Regions from separate parts of the Sus scrofa genome. Here regions 1, 2, 3 and 4 are each linked to region 5. The links are chromatin contacts, called in public Hi-C and HiChIP or PLAC-seq maps. All regions are on one chromosome and are shown on one strand. Each heading gives the region's core, a stretch centred on a gene start, on an enhancer-like site or on the middle of the called end of the contact. The rest is flanking DNA. Distances are from core to core; before and after follow the strand shown. Region 1 overlaps LOC110255481 (a long non-coding RNA gene). Region 2 overlaps LOC110255481 (a long non-coding RNA gene). Region 3 overlaps LOC110255481 (a long non-coding RNA gene). Region 4 overlaps LOC110255481 (a long non-coding RNA gene). Region 5 has its middle 84 kb from the start of AHR.

Region 1 (3,906 bases), core at 546-3,045, 320 kb before region 5:
CTTCAGAGTACTTGCAGTAGTGCATGGTAGGGTTGAGAGGGCCTGCCTGTTATGGCATCCCCAACTAGTACTGAGGCTGTATATGGAATTTGGATCTAATCCCAGTCCAAAGTGTTTTGCTCCAGATCAAATGAATATATAAATTTGAATGTGTTCAAATGTACTCATTGGCCTGTTATAAAAAAAAGAACAAATATTTCAAATTCTTAAAGCCATTCTCTTAGTTTTGTTTTTTGAGCAATTTATGGTAGAATACAGCATAAATGTTTCCTTGGACATGTCAAATCTCACTCTATATAATAAGGTACCTGGTGAAATGGATTTATGTATTTATTTATTAATTATCCATTTAGCGCTATATTTGCTATTTTTAGGGGGTGGAGCATGATAGAAGGTGTTGGTCACAGGCAATTTCATTATTGGGAAGTGAAAATGTCAGAGGCCAAACCATCTTGGGTTGGAAACAATCACCAGGATTGACACTTTTATTTATACAAGTGTAGCCAGGCATCCACCACCAACATGAGATGTAAAATAAAACTGAGAAGTCATCTTCCATCTGAATGCAGGTACTGGGCCCTGGTATGTTATGTTTTTAGGTTAGTAATATGAATGGAGGGGAAGGCAATTAGATTATGACTTTAATAGGGAGAAGAAATGATATTCTGAAAAGGAGATTATATTAGATTGTAATGGATAGAAGGTTATTTAAAATGCATTAAGCAATACTTTGGAGAATATACTGTACCACTTTGGGCAAGTTCCTCCACTTAATCTTCTAGTTCTGCAGCTGTATCTATCCATAATAATTAATCAATTTCCTAAATTATTTTTCCAAATCTATTGCCCTAGTAACATCTCCACTTTTTATATGACTTCCCCTGCCCCCACCCCAAACCCCCATTTCTTGTGTTTAATATTTTCCCTGTCTCTTTCAAGATATTTCATATGTCTAGAGTTCCCATCATGGCTCAGTGGTTAATGGCCTCAACTAGTATCCATGAAGACGTGGGTTTGATTAATGCCTTCCTCAGGGGGTTAAGGATCCAGCATTGCAGTGAGCTATGGGATAGGCTGGCAGCTATAGCTCTGACTGGACTCCCAGCCAGGAACCTTTTTAGAGTGGGCGTGGCCCTAAAAAGACAAAAGAAAAATATATTTCATATGTTTACTTTCAAATCTTGTTTTTGGTTGGTTAATTCTGGTTTAGTAAACACTATACATAATTTTTCCGTTAATTATTATGCTCCTAGGATGCTCAGTGTTGCTCTTGCCTTTGAATTCATATTTCCCAGAGCATGCTAGCAACCTTAAATGGTAATGTGTGAGGAGATCCTCTTGATAAGCTTAGTTGGATGGATGGTTGTTGCTGAATTTTCCCCCCAGGAGAGCTTTTTAAGAAGGCTGGGGCTGGGGAGAAGGACAAAGTGGGAAAATTGGAGGAAGAAATGCTCAGAGGTAAACAAATTTTCTTAATTCATGTTGTTAACACTAAACCTCTCAGATCATCCAGAGCTGTGTCCTAAATCATATTCTGCCACCTCCAGTGGGCACTGGCTGGCTCCTGATTTCCCACTCCATGGTGGTGATGGCAAGGGCAATGATCTGCCCAGAGAGGGAAAAGGACACACAGAAATCCTTCTTCACCCCATCCCTGTGTCCTTGAATCTTGAGCATTGTCTGAGTTCTAGTGGAAGAAGCTGGGAAGGTGGGAGATTGCTGGAGACAGGAGAGTGACAGCTGGTGGATGACTCAGAGGTGTGATTGGACCTTGTGTGTACAAGGGACAAGGAAGTGGATATTTGCGCAACACATATCACTACTTCCTGGTCTTTACTATCAGTAAATTGGTTCCTGAAAACACTTCCTCCCCTCTTCCTCTGTTTCATTACTCTTACCTGAACAGCATAATTCATCCTGCATGGGATGAAAAAATAATTCCAGAACCTTTTCCTTGGACCCTTATCTTCATTGTCCTATGGTTCTCAGGAGGTTATAGGATTGCTAGTGGGTCTTTTGTTTAATTTTATGCTGATGAGTAATTCATTTTATCTTTTAGGCAGCTGATGTGGCAGTTGTATCAACAGGCGTTTATTAAAAAAAATACCAAGTATCTGTAAATCCTTTTGGTAAATATTTGTGAAGTTTCAAAATCCTCACGTCTGATCAGTGTAAATCAGTCTGCAAGACAGTCTCCTACGAAAGCCATTTGGAGACATAAAGCACATTCTGGCCATGGGAACTTCCTCCTGGGGGTGAGGGGTAGGGAATTCAGAAGAGCCTTCAGCAAAGATAAATTAGCTTTCACAGAAGGGGGACACTTTCAGACAATGCCACGAAACTTTATTCAGATCAGGAAATAAAAGCCTCACTTTGGGGAGTGGGAAAGTTGGGGGATCAAAAATCTGGTTTACGTCTGGCTAAATAAAAGTCTGGAAGAGAAGTTTGCCCTTGTATTCTCATAGAACAGAGGCAACATTCTATATAAAGTATTATTATGAGGGAGAGAAATTTAAATGGTTATACAAATTCAAATCTATAAATAAAATAATTCTGCTTTAGAATAACTCTAATATCCATGACATTTTCCTGAATTTGAAACAAGGACAAAAATATCCTTCTTTTTCACTCGAGCCCTCCCTAAAACCAGCTGACTGATTAGCTGAAAAAGAAAAGACGGTAGTAGGAAATAAAATCCCAACTGAGCCAACTCCATGGGCTGGGCTCTAGTATAAAATTAGGAAGAGCTTAGTTTTTCTCCTATCATATTTGAAAATTTCATTATCAAATATTCCTTTCTTACTCACATGTAGGAGATAATTTCTATCCATTTTCAGTTTCATTTTTAAGGTAGTAAAATACAGTCTAAATTGAACTTCTTGTTTTCAGTTTAAAGGTTTTCCCTTTCTCTTGGTCCTGACTCAGAACTTTGGGAAAGGAAGTCGTGTTCCCCTTTTGTTTTTTACTTCATATCTTCCTGAATTGCCATCCTTTGCCTCAGGGTTGGATGGGACATGGGAGTAATATATAAAGGCAGAAAAGTCTTATTTACTTAGCTGGTGCTGTTAGAAGATCTTACTTGGCTCTCAAGTGCTCTCTGGCATGGCAGGATTGTGGGCTTTTCAGTGTAGACATTTTGCCCCTCCCTCATCTTGGACACTGCACAGGATCTTACTGTAGGAGATGTTCTCTCTGGCTAACCCATTTCATCTGCTCTCTTTGCCTGTACCCACCACTCCACAGCTTCACTTGAACTGGGGTCAATCAGATGTGGCAAGTAAAATGTCATCTTGGGTAAAATCTCTTTCAAGGTTACCCAACCTCGTGGGCTTCTACAGTCTTCCAGCTCTTGTAAGTCAGGCCATCTGCAAGAAGCTGATCATCCTTTCCACTGGTAGTATCTTGGGCCAGGAGCACACATTTCTACCACTCAGGAAGCATGAGGGCAGCAAGGCTATACATATGAGACCTCAGTAGTCTCCCTTATATACTTAAATTGCATAAAATGCATAACTTATGTGAGTGAAACAGGCATAAACAAGCCAATTGGAGATGAATGATGAAAATTAGTTTTGGAGACAATAGATGTGTTTTAAGACTCAGGTGAATCTGGAATAAGGTCTCCCTTCTATGTGGTAGTATGCTGAAGCCATTAGCCATCAGTCTGAACCCACACAGGAATTCCTGATTGGGGGAATGAGAATGTTTTAATTTCAGAGTTGAGTATGTTTTTCTCTGAAGGTGCCTGTAGATGTCACTACAGTAAACGACTCTTATCCTTGAGTTGATGGTGAGGCAAAAAGCCCATAAAAAAAGTAAAGGAAAACATGGTATTTTGTAAGTCCATCTATGTTGTTACAGTAAGATTGTGAGCAACGCCACAGTTCACAGTTTTGCAAATCATCT
Region 2 (3,939 bases), core at 233-2,732, 370 kb before region 5:
CACATTCGATAACTTGCTCCTCCCCGGATATGACCTGCTTCCTTTCTTCGGAAAACCATTTTTTTTCTCACAGTTCTTCCTGTTGAATTTCTTTATATTATGTAAGGTCTGTGTAAAAAGCCCCTGCCTCCAAGAAGCCTGTCACTTCCTCCCAACAGTTCTTTGTGTAATTGATCGAGACCTGCCCTTGGGTGTGGGTTGGTGTGAGCCTTTCAGAGGCAGGCCCGGTGCCCGTCATCATTGTCTTCTACTCTTCAGAGAACCCCAGCACTGATCAGTTAGACAGACCTCCTCCGGGAATATTTCTTGAACTGCAAATTGAGTTTCAATGCTCTCCCCAGCTTTTCTTCACTTAGGTTGTTGCTGGATCCAGCTCAGGCCACTTGTACACATTCTTCTCCAACAAGTCCAGCCAGTGGCTTCCCTCCTTTACATGGTAGCACCTTTAAAAATAAACTATTTTCCCATTGTTTGACATCACAGTGTTGTATTTTTTTTTTCTTTCTTTCTTTTTTTTTTTTTGTGGTCTTTTTGGCATTTCTTGGGCAGCTCTCTCAGCATATGGAGGTTCCCAGGCTAGGGGTCGAATCGGAGCTGTAGCCACCGGCCTAGGCCAGAGCCACAGCAACGCGGGATCCGAGCTGCGTCTGCAACCTGCACCACAGCTCATGGCAACGCTGGATCCTTAACCCACTGAGCGAGGCCAGGGATCGAACTTGCAACCTCATGGTTCCTAGTCGGATTCGTTAACCACTGCGCCTCGACGGGAACTCCCTAAAGTGTTGTATTTTGTTCCTCTTGCTTATTTTCTCTTGGGCTGACTCCCCAAATTGCATTCTAAATTTTTTTAAAAACATAGACTTGGAGTTCACTTGTGGCTCAGTGGGTTAAGGATCCAGTGTTGTCACTGCTCTGGCTCTGGTTACAGCTCTGGAATGGGTTTGATCCCTGGCCGGGGAACTTTTGTATGCCACAGGTGTGGCAAAATAAAAGGGTCAACCTGATCTGACCCCATCAAAGAAAAAAAGAAAAAAAAAACCCAACCACAGACTAGGTTGAAGGTATAGCACCTTTCAAGATACCTGGAGAGTGCCCTGTTATAAAAGATGGTCAATTGCTAGTTACTGATTAACTAATCCTAACAGTAGGAGAAATGGCCTGTAAGCAAGAGGTCAATTTTTGTCATGTGCTATGGTTGGGCTTCCCAGAAAGTACAGATGCTGTAGACCTTTGGCAAACACACACACACACACACACACACACACACACACACACAAAAACCACTAGTGACCTTAAGACGAGAATCTAGCTTTGGTTAATTTATAATAAATCATTATTGAGAAAATCATATTTATTTTTGGAAAGGTTCAGGATGCACTTAGACTATTTAATTGAAACTGAAATGGGTTAGAATTGTCCCAGCTAGTTCGTCAGAGGTTACTCAGTGAAACAGTGGAAAGCCCTCAGCTTTATCTTGACAGAAAGTTTGCGTTGGTGGATTAATCCTTCCCTGGGGAATGACGCATACAATTTGGGGAGCTGCCATCAGTTGAATGGTGATGGCTGGTAGTTATAATTGTAGGTGCATATCCATATCTTTGGGTATGTAACATATTATATTAGACACATTCCTAGACCCCACCCATCCTTGCAGTTTCTGATTCATATGGTTTGAATTGGGAATCAAGTATGTGTTTTTTGGAAAAGTTACAAGCTGATTCTGATGTCCATCTAAAGTTTAAAAGCCTTTGTTTTGCATTTTGGGATATCTTGGTGCCCAAATAGAAGTTTTCTTCAGGTAAGGATAACTGGAAGTAAAGACAGAGAGCAAAAAGCACTTGACTTTGCCATGTGTACATAATTATCTGTGAAAAAAGTCATAGGTGTATTAATAAGCTTCTTTGTCTTGTTATAACACAAAGAAACACACACTCCTCACTAGAGAACTCAGAGTGTATTTTGCAAGGAATAACTGATACAAGCTCTGAGTGTTTAAGAACATACTTTCCTTTTATCCTAAAGGAAGGTTTTTAGTATTCTCTCAGTTATGCTAGATTTTTGTGACCAGGCTCCGTTCCAGCTGTCCCTCTCTTCTATTCAGAAGGAAAGGTGTACTTTTTCTGTCTGGAATATTCCCTGTTGCTCTGCATTTGTTAATACCCTTAATCACTCTCTCCTTTGTGGTCTTTGGATCCCTGGACAGCTGGCTGGGTTCTAAGCCCTTGGTTTCACTCTCTCCCCTCAGGCTCTGAATTTCTTTCTAAAAAGTGTTAGTTTTGGACCTATACTTGTTACTAATTCTTTCCTTCAGAGCTCTGCTGTTTATTTAATTCACTGTCATCTTAAATGGGGACACACTTAAATCTGAACACTTCATAATCATCAAAGATGTTTTTAAACAGGATTATAGAGATGATGTGTGGCTGTTATTAGTAGGTATTGTGCTTAAAAATTTATCAGAAATCACAAGCATTAATCTGGAGGGAGGTTTAGCCTTAAGCATCCTCCACACCTTTGCCTTCTTTATAAAAGTCTTTCAACAAAGCCCTTCTGGTACTTATGTTCACTTTAGTGGGGCTTATTGAGTAGAGTTTTATTCGAGAAAGGCGTTCTACCAAGAATTAAATTTTATGAACATTGACTGAGTAGCTCTCGTGCCAGCCATTGTGGAAGACTTAATGGAATTCTCAAAACAGCCTCGTGAATAGATGTCATCCATGGATGTTCTATGAGAAAATTGAAGCTGAGGGAGTTATGCAATATGCCCAAGACCAGTGTAACCACTTGGTGAGCATTGTGTCTCTCACTTACTACAGCTAAGTCAGCATCTGCTTGGCCCACTAGCCCATGGCCCTAAGCCTTAAATCAGAGAAATTGTAAAGGAGCCAGACTTAGAGCGTCTGTTCTTAGTGTTCCCTCATTCTACCTGGAGAATGCACATTGACGCGGCATTTGGTGAACATGGTGTTTACTTTCCGTGGAAATGACCTGCCTATGGAAAAAAATGGGTACTATCCTGCAAATCTAACCGGTTTATTTAGGAATCTCAGTTCATTTAAGGAGTTAACACGAACTTTTTTCCTCCCCTACAATTCTGCCTTTGTCTTTGTTGATTAGAAGACTTCTCTGACTTGAGTCAACATCTTGAGTGAATTCTATACATTTCTGGTCAATTTCAACTACTGTAACTGAGCCCAAGCTGAGTTTTCAAGCTCCTATCTCATCCAAAGTTCAATTGTTCTTACTCCATCTTTCAGTCCTGGGTACCTCCAGGGTCTTGTGATGGAAGGAGGAAGAGGGAAGGCCTGCATCTCTTTATTCATCTGGCCCTGGTTAGTTTTCTCCTAGTTAGCTGTTGCTGTGTCTGCACTGGTCTTTGGTGCCTCTGTGGAAAAACTTCCAACCTTGTCCCAGGGCACAGGCTTGTGGTCTCCTCACTCCCCTTCTCTCTGATGTCGAAATCCCATATTTCCCAGCCTCTGAAATCCCCACCACCAACAGCCATTGCCTCCTGCTGCCACAATCCGGCCTTTGGCCAGCACTTGGAAAACAGCTTTCTTGGGTAAGCTTCCATGAAACGCAGCTGGAGCACAGCTAATTTGTGCACGGTCCGCTTGGCCCTTTGGAACTCAGGTTTCTTTTCTACATCAGCAGTCTCCTCTTTCCACCATAACATTGTTCTCGTTCTTTTCCCTTGCTCAGACAGTCAGAGGCTAAGCATCTCTACAAATAGCATTTCTTCTTGTAGAAAAGGTGTCTTGGAATTGTGCCCAGTCACTTCCCTACTTTGCAGTTTATCCAGAGAAGAAAAAAACCCTTTCTTGGGGGAGGAGGAAGAGATCCCTTCTCTCCTTGTATTCAAGGCCAATGTTTTTAACCTCACTTTTTCTTTGGCAAGTCATTCCCCCCTGTGTGCAATTAGAATCATTGAAGGAACTT
Region 3 (3,706 bases), core at 651-3,150, 410 kb before region 5:
GCAGCAGTTTATACACTCACAGTAATTTAAAGAAAAATAACAGAGGTGGAAGGAGGTAAGGATAGTAGTTATCTTTCAAAATAAGAACTGAATATATTATACTTAAAATTGATAAATCTAATACCATCATAAGCACAGTTTTTAGAAACACAGAGATAAATACTTGAAAAACAAAAAGCAATAAAAGCACTTGGTTTGGATATTGAGATGAGTTAGAAGTGTAAGGCAAGGGGCAGCAGTTTTTTAATATGCTTTTTTAGACTCTTATAATAGGTCTTTAAAAAAAAAAAACATGTTTCACACAATATCCTATGTTTCTGGGTCAAGTTTTACAGAAAAATCCAGATTTGAAAGTATTGGAATCCAACTCAAGCCTGTGCTGGTCCTGAGAACTGAGGTTACTTTGCAAATGGACTTGTGTCCTTGCCTGCCCTTCCCCTGCCCCCACCCCACCCCTCCCTCTGCATTGGGATTTCTAGTTCTCCCTTTGGTGAATCTCTGTGTTACTGTTTGTTGAGAATGTTTATTCAAAGTTCAACAATTCCATTCAGTTTTTCTCCAATTTCTGTTTCTTATTTTATTTTTATTTTTTATTTTTTGCTTTTTAGGGCCACAGTTGTGGCATATGGAAGTTTCCAGGCTAGGGATTGAAGGGAGATACAGCTGCCAGCATACACCACAGCCACAGCAACATGGCATCCAGGCTGTGTCTGTGACCCACACCACAGCTCATGGCAATGCCAGATCCTTAACCCACTGAGCAAGGCCAGGGATCGAACCTGTATCCTCATGGATTCTAGTCAGGTTCATTAACCACTAAGCCACGAAGGGAACTCCTTTTTTTTCTTTTAATTCAAGTATAATTTTTAAAGAAAATATTTAAAAAATTACACATCGAGTGTGATCCTAATAATACAACATTTTCTTTTTCTCTCTGCCTGTCTCTAAAGCTACCAGAAGTGTCTGGATTGTGTTCAGTAAAGATAGTATAGGCTAATCTGGGAAGCAGGATATGGTTGATTTATTGCCTTCTTTCTATGTGACTTTTTATATTGCTTGACCTCATTTAAACAGAAAACTATTATTTTTGTAAAAAAACAATATGAAAACTTGAAAATAATTTCATCCAATTACCAACTCATTTTGAAACTCTTTGATAACTGAAATGGCATTTTTTTTCCCCCTCTTTACCACTCTGAGTAACTAGTTGCGAGGACTAGGTCCTTATCAAGGTAAACCTTGTGCTTCTCTCCAGGTGTATTTGTATGTACGTAAGCTTTCTGAAGTCAGATACTGTGTGTGTGTGTGTGTGTGTGTGTGTGTGTGTGTGTGTGTGTGTGTGTGTGTGTGTGTGTGTGCTGTGTTCAAAGCTATATCCCTAGTGCCCAGAGCAGTGCCAGGTGCATGGTAGGCCTTAAAAAAATTCTATGAAAGACTAATTGACAAAGAACTTGGGGCACATTTTATAAGATCTAGTATGTTAGCAAAAAGTGTTTATAAGAAGTACAAATTAGGAGTTTGGGATTAACATATATACACTACTATGTGTAAAATAGATAACTGACAAGGATCTACTGTGTAGCACAGGGAATTCTACTCAATATTCTATAATAACCTTTACAGGAAAAGACTCTGAAAAAGAATGGATATATGTATAACTGATTCACTTTGCTGTACACCTGAAATTAACGCAACATTGTGAGTCAACTCTACTCCAATTTTTAAAAAGTACACACGTTACCAGGTATTCATCATGCCCTTTTGAATATTCTCATAATGCCTATTTTTTTTTTTCCTCTAAGATCAGTTTCATAACGCAGCTATCAGTCCCAGAGAACTGGAAGTTTTGGTTGCATAACTGTCCTTAGTTGTTCCTCAATTCAGCATCACTGCTGACCAGTGTAAGATGGGTGTGACGTGCACTGCCTTTTCAAAAGAGCCGTGTTGGGAAGCACTGACTCATAGTGTAGTGAGAAATGGAAATGACGACCCAGATAAAGAATGTCTAAGCCATTGACGAACCTAACAGAGCTGTGGAGGGTGGCATGGGTGTCCTCACATGCCCACTGCCCCGATTGAGCTGCTTGAGCTGAGACATAGAGTCATGCCTAGGGCCTGGCTCTGACTTTGCAGGGTCCCTGCTGCCTGCTCCCTCCTTCCTCTTATTCCTGAGGCTCTCGGGACTCAGTCAGCTTCCCTTTTCTGTGTAAACCTACTCCTGGCTGTGGGTTAAGAAGAACCCTGCTTCCTCCCCCACCCACAGTGTTCTCCTTGTCTCTTTGCTCCTGTAGCATTTTGGATACAAGAAACGGTGCTAGTTCACAGCTTGCATTCCAGGTTTGAAACACTTGGGTTTGAACCCTTTGCCCTCTTATGGGCTTTGATAAGGCACTCAGCACCTCTAGAGCCTGTCTTTGCTCATCTGTAATAGTACCTGCCTACAGTATTATTGTGAGGGACTAAATAAAAATATTGAGGTAAAGCACTTAGCACAGTAGTCACTTTTTTCTAAGCAACTTGAGCATAAAGGTTGCTCAATAAATCTTTGATTAATGAGTAATTGCATATAAGTAGGTGTACATATTATAATATCATCTATAGCTATGTATAATATAGAATGAGGTAAAAATGGTGTTTTGAAACTCTAATTTGCTTATGACTGTGGATAACATTATTAGAATAATTATGTATAGCATTATTAAAACTCTGGGTTAATTACATTGGAGATTTTTCCTCACTATAATTGGAATTACCAAGTTTAATTATTCTTGGCTTCAAGAAACTTAAGTCTTCAGGACAGTAACAAATCACCAAGAAAGGAGACTGGGCGCTAGAAATGTAATTCTCTGGGCCAGTTTTGGATTAAGCTGAAGGGAGAGGATGGAGAAGATTTGAGACCGCTTGATCCCTTGGCGGCGGGAAGGTGCTGTGGGTCACTCCTTGCTGAAACCTCTCTTTCATGATGCCCAACTTCTCCCAGGGACAGATTTTTCACAGTAGGCAACCTGCTGGGTGAATACACTCACACACACTGAAAGTCAAGAAGGTAGGGTGGAAGAACCAACTTCTGGGGGAGGAAAAGTTGGCTACTGAAATTATGGGTTTTAACTGATGCTGTATTCAAGTGGATGTGTCCAGAAGACTTAGGAGATAAAAATGTTATGAAGGAGGAGATGTGGCTGACAACACTGAATGCTATGAGATATCACGGAGCCTGAGGACTGAGATAAGCTATCTGAAGTCTTTTAAAGCTGTTTAATTTCTTTTTGGATATCTGTTCATCTTGAGGGTGCTTGTCACACTGTTTTGTTGGCAAAGAGAATCACAAAGTCTAGTTAAGATAAAGCTGGTTTTGATTCTACAGATAAAACTGAGGATATTTTATTAGAGAGATCTGTGATACAGGTCAACCTCATTTTATGGTGCTTCGATTTATTGTGCATTACAGATATTGTAATATTTACAAATTAAATGTTTGTGGCAATTCTGTGATAAGTTCATTGATGCCATTTTCCCAAGAGCATTTTCACACTTTGTGTCTCTGTGTCACATTTGGTAATGTTTGTGATATTTCAAGCATTTTCACTATAATTTTACTTGTTATGGTGATCTGTGGTCAGTGATCTGTGATACTACGGTTGTTACTGTTTTATGGTGGCTTGGAGCATGCTCTTAAAAGATGGCAAACTTGGGAGTTCCTGTCATG
Region 4 (3,828 bases), core at 538-3,037, 350 kb before region 5:
TAGGTATACAACAACATAGCCTACTCCAGGCTGGAGGATGTGAGAAAATCTGAGAGAGGCTTGAACTGTCTTTTGAAATATTTCTCAGAATTCCTTTTGTGGCTCAGCAGTAATGAAATTGGCTGGTATCCACAAGGACTTGGGTTCAATCCCTGGTCTTCCTCAGTGGGTTAAGGAGCCTGAGTTGCTGTGGCTGTGGTCTAGACTGGCAGCTATAGCTCTGATTTGACCCATAGCCTGGGAACTTCCATATCCTGTAGGTTGGCCCTAAAAAGGCAAAAAAAAAAAAAAAAAAAAAAAGGAAAACATTTCTCAAAGACACTCCTGCCGGGGCCCTTGTCAGAAGTGCCTTATGTCTATTATTCTGGAGACATGAAACCCTTTATTTAAGGATCTGCAGAGAGAAGGAAGGACTCTGTTCTCTCCTCTTCTGGAGGGCACACTTCATTTACAAAAGGAGATTTAGACTACAGAATCACATACAACTTGGCATAGGAAACTGAAAGCAAATATTTGTTCTACAAAGATGGCTTAGCAGTGTTAAGGTAGTGAGACTCACCTTATTCAGCCTTAAAAGAAGTTTATTGAGTTGTTGATGGAATGACATTATCTGTGATTAACAAATGTTAAGAAATACCTGTCAGATTTCTGGTAAATATTTAACAGCACGTATGGATCAGACAAAAGAAATAGAGTAAAATCTACCCCTCCCCCTAAAAAAAGTGATCTTTTTCTTTTGGTTCAAAGTCAGTTTTAAGATGTTATTCAAAATAGGCTATTTTGTTCTAAGGAATTGGCCTCTTTGTTACTGTATATCCTTTAAGTTTCTGGGTCAGCACTATGGCAAAAGTGACAGCCTCTAAGGATGCTCAAGGTAAGTTTGCAGCCTTTTGTTGATTCACATAAGGAAATATAATACTCAGTTTTTTTTATTGAGAATACTCTAAATAATGCCTTAATCCTGATTTTGACCACGGAAAATAAAAGTCTTTTTGCTTCTTTGCTTTTCTCTTTCTATGGTCTTTGTGTGTGTGGGTGGTGTGTAGGGGTGTGTGTGTGTGAATGAATGTATTTTAAAAGGATATATCTGCCACGTACTGAGATCCTGAACACCTAGACAAAGTTTTCCTGACCACAGGACTATGTTGTGTTGAAACTTCTTTTGGTGCTGGTTCTACCTGATTAGTTTCAGCTCTTTTATAGCCTGGGGGTTGTGATAGTTGATGTCACAGGAATTGAGAATATTGGCATTTGACTTCAAAGAAGAGATCAAAGAGCATATCTAGAGGAGTTCCAAGTGTGTTCTGTAACTGCCAGTAAAGACTGTCAAACATTCATGATGCATTAACTCTGTCTACACCACATAAAATGGAGATTTGCCCTTGTTTAGTCATTCATCTGTTATCTACCTACACTGATAGAACAATCAATTAGAATGATTAGCTAATTGACAGATCGCCACTCTGCCTTTTGTTTTATAGGCAGTCCTAGTAAAAAAAAATTTTCCAAATGCATGGTTCTATCCTTGTGCACAATTCTTGGGATGACTTGGAGCCAGTCTAAACATTGCCTAGGAATTGTTTATCATGGCTGATTTAATAGTCCTCCTGTATACTATTAATTTCTGTTTAGGAATCTCCAACAAAGCAAACATTTACACAAAAAGGGTGATTCCCTTCTATCTGTAGGGATGGGTCATGCCCGTTGCACCAAAATAGAAATGACTGTGTCCAGGTCCTCAAGACTTGAGTAACATTTCATGACTGTGCAAATTGAGCCAAGAGGAAGGAAGATGTGAGGTCTCTGTGGCTATGCAGTTTATACTTATCCCCCAACCCCGTTTACCAGCTATTAGTAGAAAGATATATTTGGTGGATTTAAAAACATAGAGATTAGGGCAAGGCAAAGGAAGAGGAAGAATGTTGGAATAAAGGAAAGTTTCCTAGAATTGCCAAGTGTTCACTCCCCAGAAGTCCTTCTCCGTTGCTTCTTGCTCATGGAAATCTTTTCACTTACCTTGTCAAGGCCTTGACGATATCTGGGAGGTATTAAGCAATCTAGAAAGTTTATTCCTCAACTTTGATTCATATTCACTGATAAAAGAGCAGATAAGTAAAAGCTATTTTCCTTCTCTCCCCAAAGTTCAGGATGTGTAATGCCTAATGGCTCATTCCCTACTTAGAGCAAACACATTCGTCAAATTTGATGCACTGACTCATTAATCACATACGAGGGACAAATGTGTTCTGTTAGGAAAAGTTAAGACTTCCTTTTGGCACATAATTTAGCTATCTGAATTGGATAAGCAACATCTTTTGAAAGTTCAAATGCTGAATTTGGAAAGTAAATTGAAAGATATAGGCAATAAGTGATCTCTTTATCGCTCATGGTTATCACTGGATTCAGGACAAGAAGGCTTGTGCATTTGGAGCTTCTCTCTGAAATAAATGCCTTCCCTTAGGGCTTCTCACCCAATGAATTTAAAATTGAGTTTGAGGTAAGTTATGGTGGCTCTGGTTGTTTCAATGAAGCGAAGGACAAGAATCTGCCTCACAGGGACTCCTGGTCCAGTGTGAGGAGTGTCCTTGCTGCATGGAATTGAACTTGAACTTTTAACACTTCAGAGACCGTACAGTCTAACCATTGGAACTAAAGCATAAGAGCTGGGATGAATGTACTGCATATGATCTGTAATCATGTTACGTGTAACTGTGAGTCAGTAATGCTAAAAATACTGTTTTATAACTAAAATATTTGAGATCTGAAGAAAGAACAGACTAATAGCTGAATCATTCCACTAAAGGAAAGCTCCAAAGAAGTTACCCCATCAAGACAACAGACAAGAAAAATAAAACATCTGGTACTTTTCAACTAATAATGAAATAAATCTAAAATCTTCTTCCTGTCTGAAATCCAGAGAATCCTTTAACTCGTGAGGACATTATATTAATCTACTTAATTTTTTTGTGGAAATTTTAGATTTTAGCTGTTGTTATAGATATCTTTTGATATCTTCATAAAAGTCTTCCAAACAGAGCTCTTTCTAATTCTTTTTATTATTTTTATTAAAGTGTAATTGATTTACAATGTTGTGCCAATTTCTACAGTACAGTAAAGTGACCCAGTCTCATTTACACACACACACACACACAGACACAAACACACATATATACATACATATTCTTTTTCTCATATTATCTTCCATCATGGTCTATCCCAAGAAACTGTATATATAGTTCTCTGCGCTATACATCAGGACCTCGTTGCTTATAAATGTCAAAGCCACACCCAGCATTCTCCTGCCTTCTTAGAGGTGCTTAGTTCTTGCTTACCCCTCACTTTTCCTACAGGATGTGGCTGACATTTGAAGGCTGAAGCCCAAGGAAACTAGACCTTGGTTAGGAGCAGCTAAACTATGTGAGCTAATCTGTATGGTACCAGTCCATACTTGCCAGGGATGTGAAACAAGGACTTAAGGATTGCGGTAATATGTTTGGTGAAGCCTATTGAATCTGCAAATCATTTAATAATGTGTTGTGTCTTTTTTTTTTTTTAATGTGAACCTCTACTATATGACAAAAAAAATTCTATGCTATCTCTTAGAGGTCTTGGCCACACACATTATAATATATCCTATCTTTCCTCCATAACCTGTGCTATCAATAGCATGGTCTGATGGAAAGAAGGACTTTTTTGTTTTTCATTTTTTAAATTTTTATTGTAGTTGATTTACAGTGTTGCATCAGTTTCTGCTGTACAGCAAAGTGATTCAGTTATACACATACACATATTCATGCTTTTTCAGATTCTTTTCCCATATAGGTGATT
Region 5 (3,995 bases), core at 1,197-3,696:
GGATGAGAGTGATGATGGAATTTACCCACTTGGTTTAAGTTCACTTAAGGTCAATAAAATGTTTGTCTGTGATTCTGTAGAGAATTATTTCCACTGGAGTATATCCCCAGATGCAGCTAGTTTAGACTTTGTACCTATAACTGATGAATCAAAGAACCATAATATACTAGTGTCAGGATATTTGAATACATCTATTCTCTTTTCTTCTTCTGTTCCCTCTCCCTTAAAACAGTGAAGGTTAGGAAAGTGAAACAGCTTGCTAAGGTCATGGTATGGGTTAATACTAACTTGGTATAAGAAACAATTTTAAGGTAAAAATGTGAATTACTTTGGCCCTAAGCAACATAAAGTCATTGTTTGTAGTACCTTGAAAAGGAGAGGCTAAATCAAAGGAAACTGGCTATTTGAGCTTGAAATGCCTTATTTATTTATGCCACCAACTCTCAATTGGAACGCTCTGAAATTAAAGTGCTTTGGTTAAGAGTTTGACCAGAGATACTTTTTGTTTCTAGTCTTCACGCCGAAAAGATTTTTCTTCCAGAGGATAGGGTGCTTTCTGACTTTCAAAAGAAACTATATGTTGTATCTAAACAAATAATTTCCTTATGTCTAAAGCTGGAAGATTTATCTTTTGTGTCCTGAGATGCCACTTTAATATTCTTCCTCCTCTCATTTAATGTACCTTTCCATCCTAGGAACTCAAGGCACGAGGATGCCCTTGGGTCCCCTTTCCAGATGTAATTTTGCCACATGAACCTATGCTCCATCAGTGGTGCCCAAATCTAGCTGCTGAACATTGAAATCAGCTGTGAGCTTATTAACGATCAACTATCTGGACATGTATAAAATGCATGTCCATATGCTTTCCGTGCAATTAAAATTTGTACCCAGCATTTCTCTCACAATTTTAGATTAATCTCTTCCTCTTTACTCCAATAAAAATGCAGCATTTGCCTTAAGTGGCTTTTGAGATTATTTTATTTTACTTCTTAATTTTTAAGGTATCAAGTGGAAACAATAAAATGAATCAATGCTAAGATTTTAAAATATTAATTAAATTTTTCAGTACTTAACCATTCCAGGATAGCTTGCAGTTCATCTTTGAAAGGCAACATTTTAATTATAAGAAACAAATCTCTAAATTCGAGACACCAAAACAGCCAGAACGGTTGATATTTGGAAAAAAAGGTATTATAATCCACAGCCTATTTTTCAGGTGAACACCCATCTTATTGATCCTTGTAGTGATCAGTTTCAATGGTAGTTAATATCCACCAACAGTTTTATGTACTAACTTATCCCAATCCTCATCACGAAAGAGATTAAAATCTAATTTTAAGGATACAGAAACATTTTTCTTTTTTGGCCAACCCCCGGCATATGTAATTCCCAGGCCAGGGATCAAATCCAAGCCACGGCTGTGGCTGTGCCAGATCCCTAACCCATTGTGCTGGGTCAGGGATCAAACCTGTGTCCCAGTGATCCCAAGAGGCTGCCGATCCTACTATGCCACAACAGGAATTCCCAAAATATATTTTTAAATATATAACTTAGAATTGAGGAAGAAAAAGGACATAAAGCAGAGCCAAGAGTGAGAATGAAACCAAAGGCAAAAATATCTAGTGCTATTTCTTAACATCGTTCATTCATTCATTCATTCACAAATAGAAAGTATCCACCAGTGGTCTGTAATGGAAGGCTACCCAATGACAAAATCCTACTGCTTGGTTACTTCAGATGTCTATCCTGATTGACTGAGGCCTGTGACTTCTGTTAATTCAAATTTTGGCTATTACTCCCTAATGGAGTATAACAGAGAGAAAACAAACATGGAAGCTCCCTCACTGGATTCTAGCCTCTCAGGCAGATAGACTTGTATATAAGCAACTACAACAGAGTATGGCAAAATCCGATATATTATATTAAAGAAACAATATATTTAAACAAACAAACAAAAAAACAATAGCGGAGTATCCCTCGTGGCGTAGTGGTTAACGAATGTGACTAGGAACCATGAAGTTGCAGGTTCCATCCCTGGCCTCGCTCAGTGGGTTAAGGCTCCTGTGCTGCTCTGAGCTGTGGTGTAGGTCACAGACGTGGCTTGGATCCCGCGTTGCTGTGGCTCTGGCATAGGCCGGTGGCTACAGCTCCGACTGAACCCCTAGCCTGGGACCCTCTATATGCCGCAAGTGTGGCCCTAGAAAAGACAAAAAGACAAAACAAAAACAATAGCAAGAGCAGCCAACAATGCATGAGTTAAAGGGATAGGCAGACCCCACATCATGAAGTGCTTCACTACATTTCCACAGCAGTCTGAACTCAACACTTACTGCGTTTTAAAGCAAGAGAACACAATCTATAGAGTTACATATTGGAAAGATCACTCTGACTAAAGCACTGAGCATCTCCTGCTGCCCCCACCTGGTCAAAGTCAGGAGTTGAGACCTTGCTCAGAACTCCTCTGTACACTGAGGCCAGTTCTGCAACGTAGGGGTTAATGCTCTTATCTCTGGAGCTAAACTGCCTGGGTGCAAATCCTGACTCAGAATGAGTAGCTGTCTCACCGTGGACAAGAAATGTATGCTTCCTTTACTTTCAATTTTCTTATCTGTAAAACAGGGTTGAGTCTACTTTATAAGTGCTTGTGAGGAATTAAAGATAACAGAAGTAAATACTACAGGTAAAATACACTTGTATTGGTCTAGAACATATGAATACTCGCTGGGTGATCCATATACAATTTTTCTCACTCTTATGACAACACTTCAAGAGAGAGAGGATTACCACTAGCTTGCCATATTTACCATGTCTCATTATGTCTTTTACAACACCAACTTTTAGTTTTATTTTTTTTTTTATGCAGTTCCTCTCTTTTCTTTCTTGTTCTGATGGCATTCAGTAACCAACAACAATTTTAACTTTTGGCTTTCCTTTTTTTTCCCAACAGCATGAATTTGAAAGTTTCAGTTACTAATGTGTGGTTTAGGTTAACTTCCTAGACTAGTTCTCAACATGTTACATCCTAAGAGATGGGGCCTCTCCTTTCAGGAGATTATTAAGTGTTGTTAGCAACTCCTACGTGTCTAAAGCAATAGAAAGAAGATAAGCTCTGTGCAGTCTTCCATGGAGTATTTCAAGCCACAGAAGTAGAAGAAAGTGCTGCTGAATCTACCCATAGAGTGGCCTCCTCTGACCTGAAGTTTTATGCAACTTTTGCAGAAGGGAAGGAACAACATGACCTGGGTGAGCTAAGACCTGCCAAACTCCCAGTGACAATGAAATGAATATTTCAGCAGACAAAATACAGAGGATATTTGTCTATGAAACTTGGAAAACATTTATGGGAAAGGGACTAGTGAAGCGCCCATATTTTCCTGTATATTTCCGAGGGGAAACCAGAGCTGTGCACAGGTGTCAGCTACTGTGTAAAAAGCTTCAATGGAACCAGAGTGTTTAATGTCAATGTGTTGGACATAAAGATGTTTATAGAGATGTTTTATTAGCAGTGTTTGAGAAACAGAAACCATAATTTTCACGATCCACATTTTCCCTGTGGCAAGTAACACATACATAGTCACTAAATACGTAGAGGAAAATACTTAGAACCTTGAGTTGCCCTAAAGTAGTGCAAACCAATTCATGCTGTACATAGGTTGCTCCCACCCAAGGATGAAATCATAGCATCTTAGAAATCTCTTTAAACTCTGCCTCCAGTACAAAACCAGAGCTTTCTCATTCTGTTTTACTTTCTGTGGTTTCCGGTCCACTGTACCCTGTAGGTTTTCACCTCTTTGACTGGCCCTTTTGGTGTGAAACTTCTCTTACCTTGTTTTTGCTATTCCATTTTTCTCCTTGCCATTATTTCTTAGTTCCCTTTTTCCCCCTTTTTTTGTGGAGGAGGGTCAGCTTAACTCAGAATTGAAGATTAGCTTTATTTCTACACAACTGACCATGACGGGATCATAGAAGTATAGCCCAGTTTAGTGCACTGGACA

The links. Hi-C and Micro-C count contacts between places; a contact is called where the count stands out from the background. HiChIP or PLAC-seq counts read pairs in DNA pulled down with a chosen protein or histone mark.
Region 1: a contact with region 5 is called in a Hi-C map of retroperitoneal adipose tissue, with 1.8 times the contacts expected there. The contact joins two enhancer-like sites. A contact is called at or near these places in 5 of 47 Hi-C or Micro-C datasets (embryonic fibroblasts, omental adipose tissue, retroperitoneal adipose tissue and 1 more) and 1 of 2 datasets of contacts at active chromatin or transcription factors (alveolar macrophages).
Region 2: a contact with region 5 is called in a Hi-C map of liver, with 4 times the contacts expected there. The contact joins two enhancer-like sites. A contact is called at or near these places in 1 of 47 Hi-C or Micro-C datasets (liver) and 1 of 2 datasets of contacts at active chromatin or transcription factors (alveolar macrophages).
Region 3: an H3K27ac HiChIP or PLAC-seq map of alveolar macrophages shows a contact between it and region 5. The contact joins two enhancer-like sites. A contact is called at or near these places in 3 of 47 Hi-C or Micro-C datasets (embryonic fibroblasts, heart right ventricle and subcutaneous adipose tissue) and 1 of 2 datasets of contacts at active chromatin or transcription factors (alveolar macrophages).
Region 4: a Hi-C map of embryonic fibroblasts shows a contact between it and region 5, with 1.8 times the contacts expected there. The contact joins two enhancer-like sites. A contact is called at or near these places in 2 of 47 Hi-C or Micro-C datasets (embryonic fibroblasts and liver) and 1 of 2 datasets of contacts at active chromatin or transcription factors (alveolar macrophages).

Annotation. Positions count from the first base shown.
Region 1 is chr9:86,748,525-86,752,430 of Sscrofa11.1, reverse strand. The region is part of intron 2 of LOC110255481 (a long non-coding RNA gene); the gene reads left to right. Among named protein-coding and RNA genes, the nearest start is that of AHR, 240 kb to the right of the region's middle. Within about 2 kb of position 1,795, at least 11 of the 83 cell types and tissues checked have an H3K27ac peak or open chromatin away from gene starts, as enhancers often do. A contact at or near this core is called in alveolar macrophages, omental adipose tissue and retroperitoneal adipose tissue, where this site is marked.
Region 2 is chr9:86,795,899-86,799,837 of Sscrofa11.1, reverse strand. All of the region lies in intron 1 of LOC110255481 (a long non-coding RNA gene), which reads left to right. Among named protein-coding and RNA genes, the nearest start is that of AHR, 290 kb to the right of the region's middle. Within about 2 kb of position 1,482, at least 12 of the 83 cell types and tissues checked have an H3K27ac peak or open chromatin away from gene starts, as enhancers often do. A contact at or near this core is called in alveolar macrophages and liver, where this site is marked.
Region 3 is chr9:86,837,080-86,840,785 of Sscrofa11.1, reverse strand. All of the region lies in intron 1 of LOC110255481 (a long non-coding RNA gene), which reads left to right. Among named protein-coding and RNA genes, the nearest start is that of SNX13, 250 kb to the left of the region's middle. Within about 2 kb of position 1,900, at least 18 of the 83 cell types and tissues checked have an H3K27ac peak or open chromatin away from gene starts, as enhancers often do. A contact at or near this core is called in alveolar macrophages and embryonic fibroblasts, where this site is marked.
Region 4 is chr9:86,779,055-86,782,882 of Sscrofa11.1, reverse strand. All of the region lies in intron 2 of LOC110255481 (a long non-coding RNA gene), which reads left to right. Among named protein-coding and RNA genes, the nearest start is that of AHR, 270 kb to the right of the region's middle. Within about 2 kb of position 1,787, at least 9 of the 83 cell types and tissues checked have an H3K27ac peak or open chromatin away from gene starts, as enhancers often do. A contact at or near this core is called in alveolar macrophages, embryonic fibroblasts and liver, where this site is marked.
Region 5 is chr9:86,425,697-86,429,691 of Sscrofa11.1, reverse strand. No RefSeq gene overlaps it. Among named protein-coding and RNA genes, the nearest start is that of AHR, 84 kb to the left of the region's middle. Within about 2 kb of position 2,446, at least 10 of the 83 cell types and tissues checked have an H3K27ac peak or open chromatin away from gene starts, as enhancers often do. A contact at or near this core is called in alveolar macrophages, embryonic fibroblasts, liver and 2 more, where this site is marked.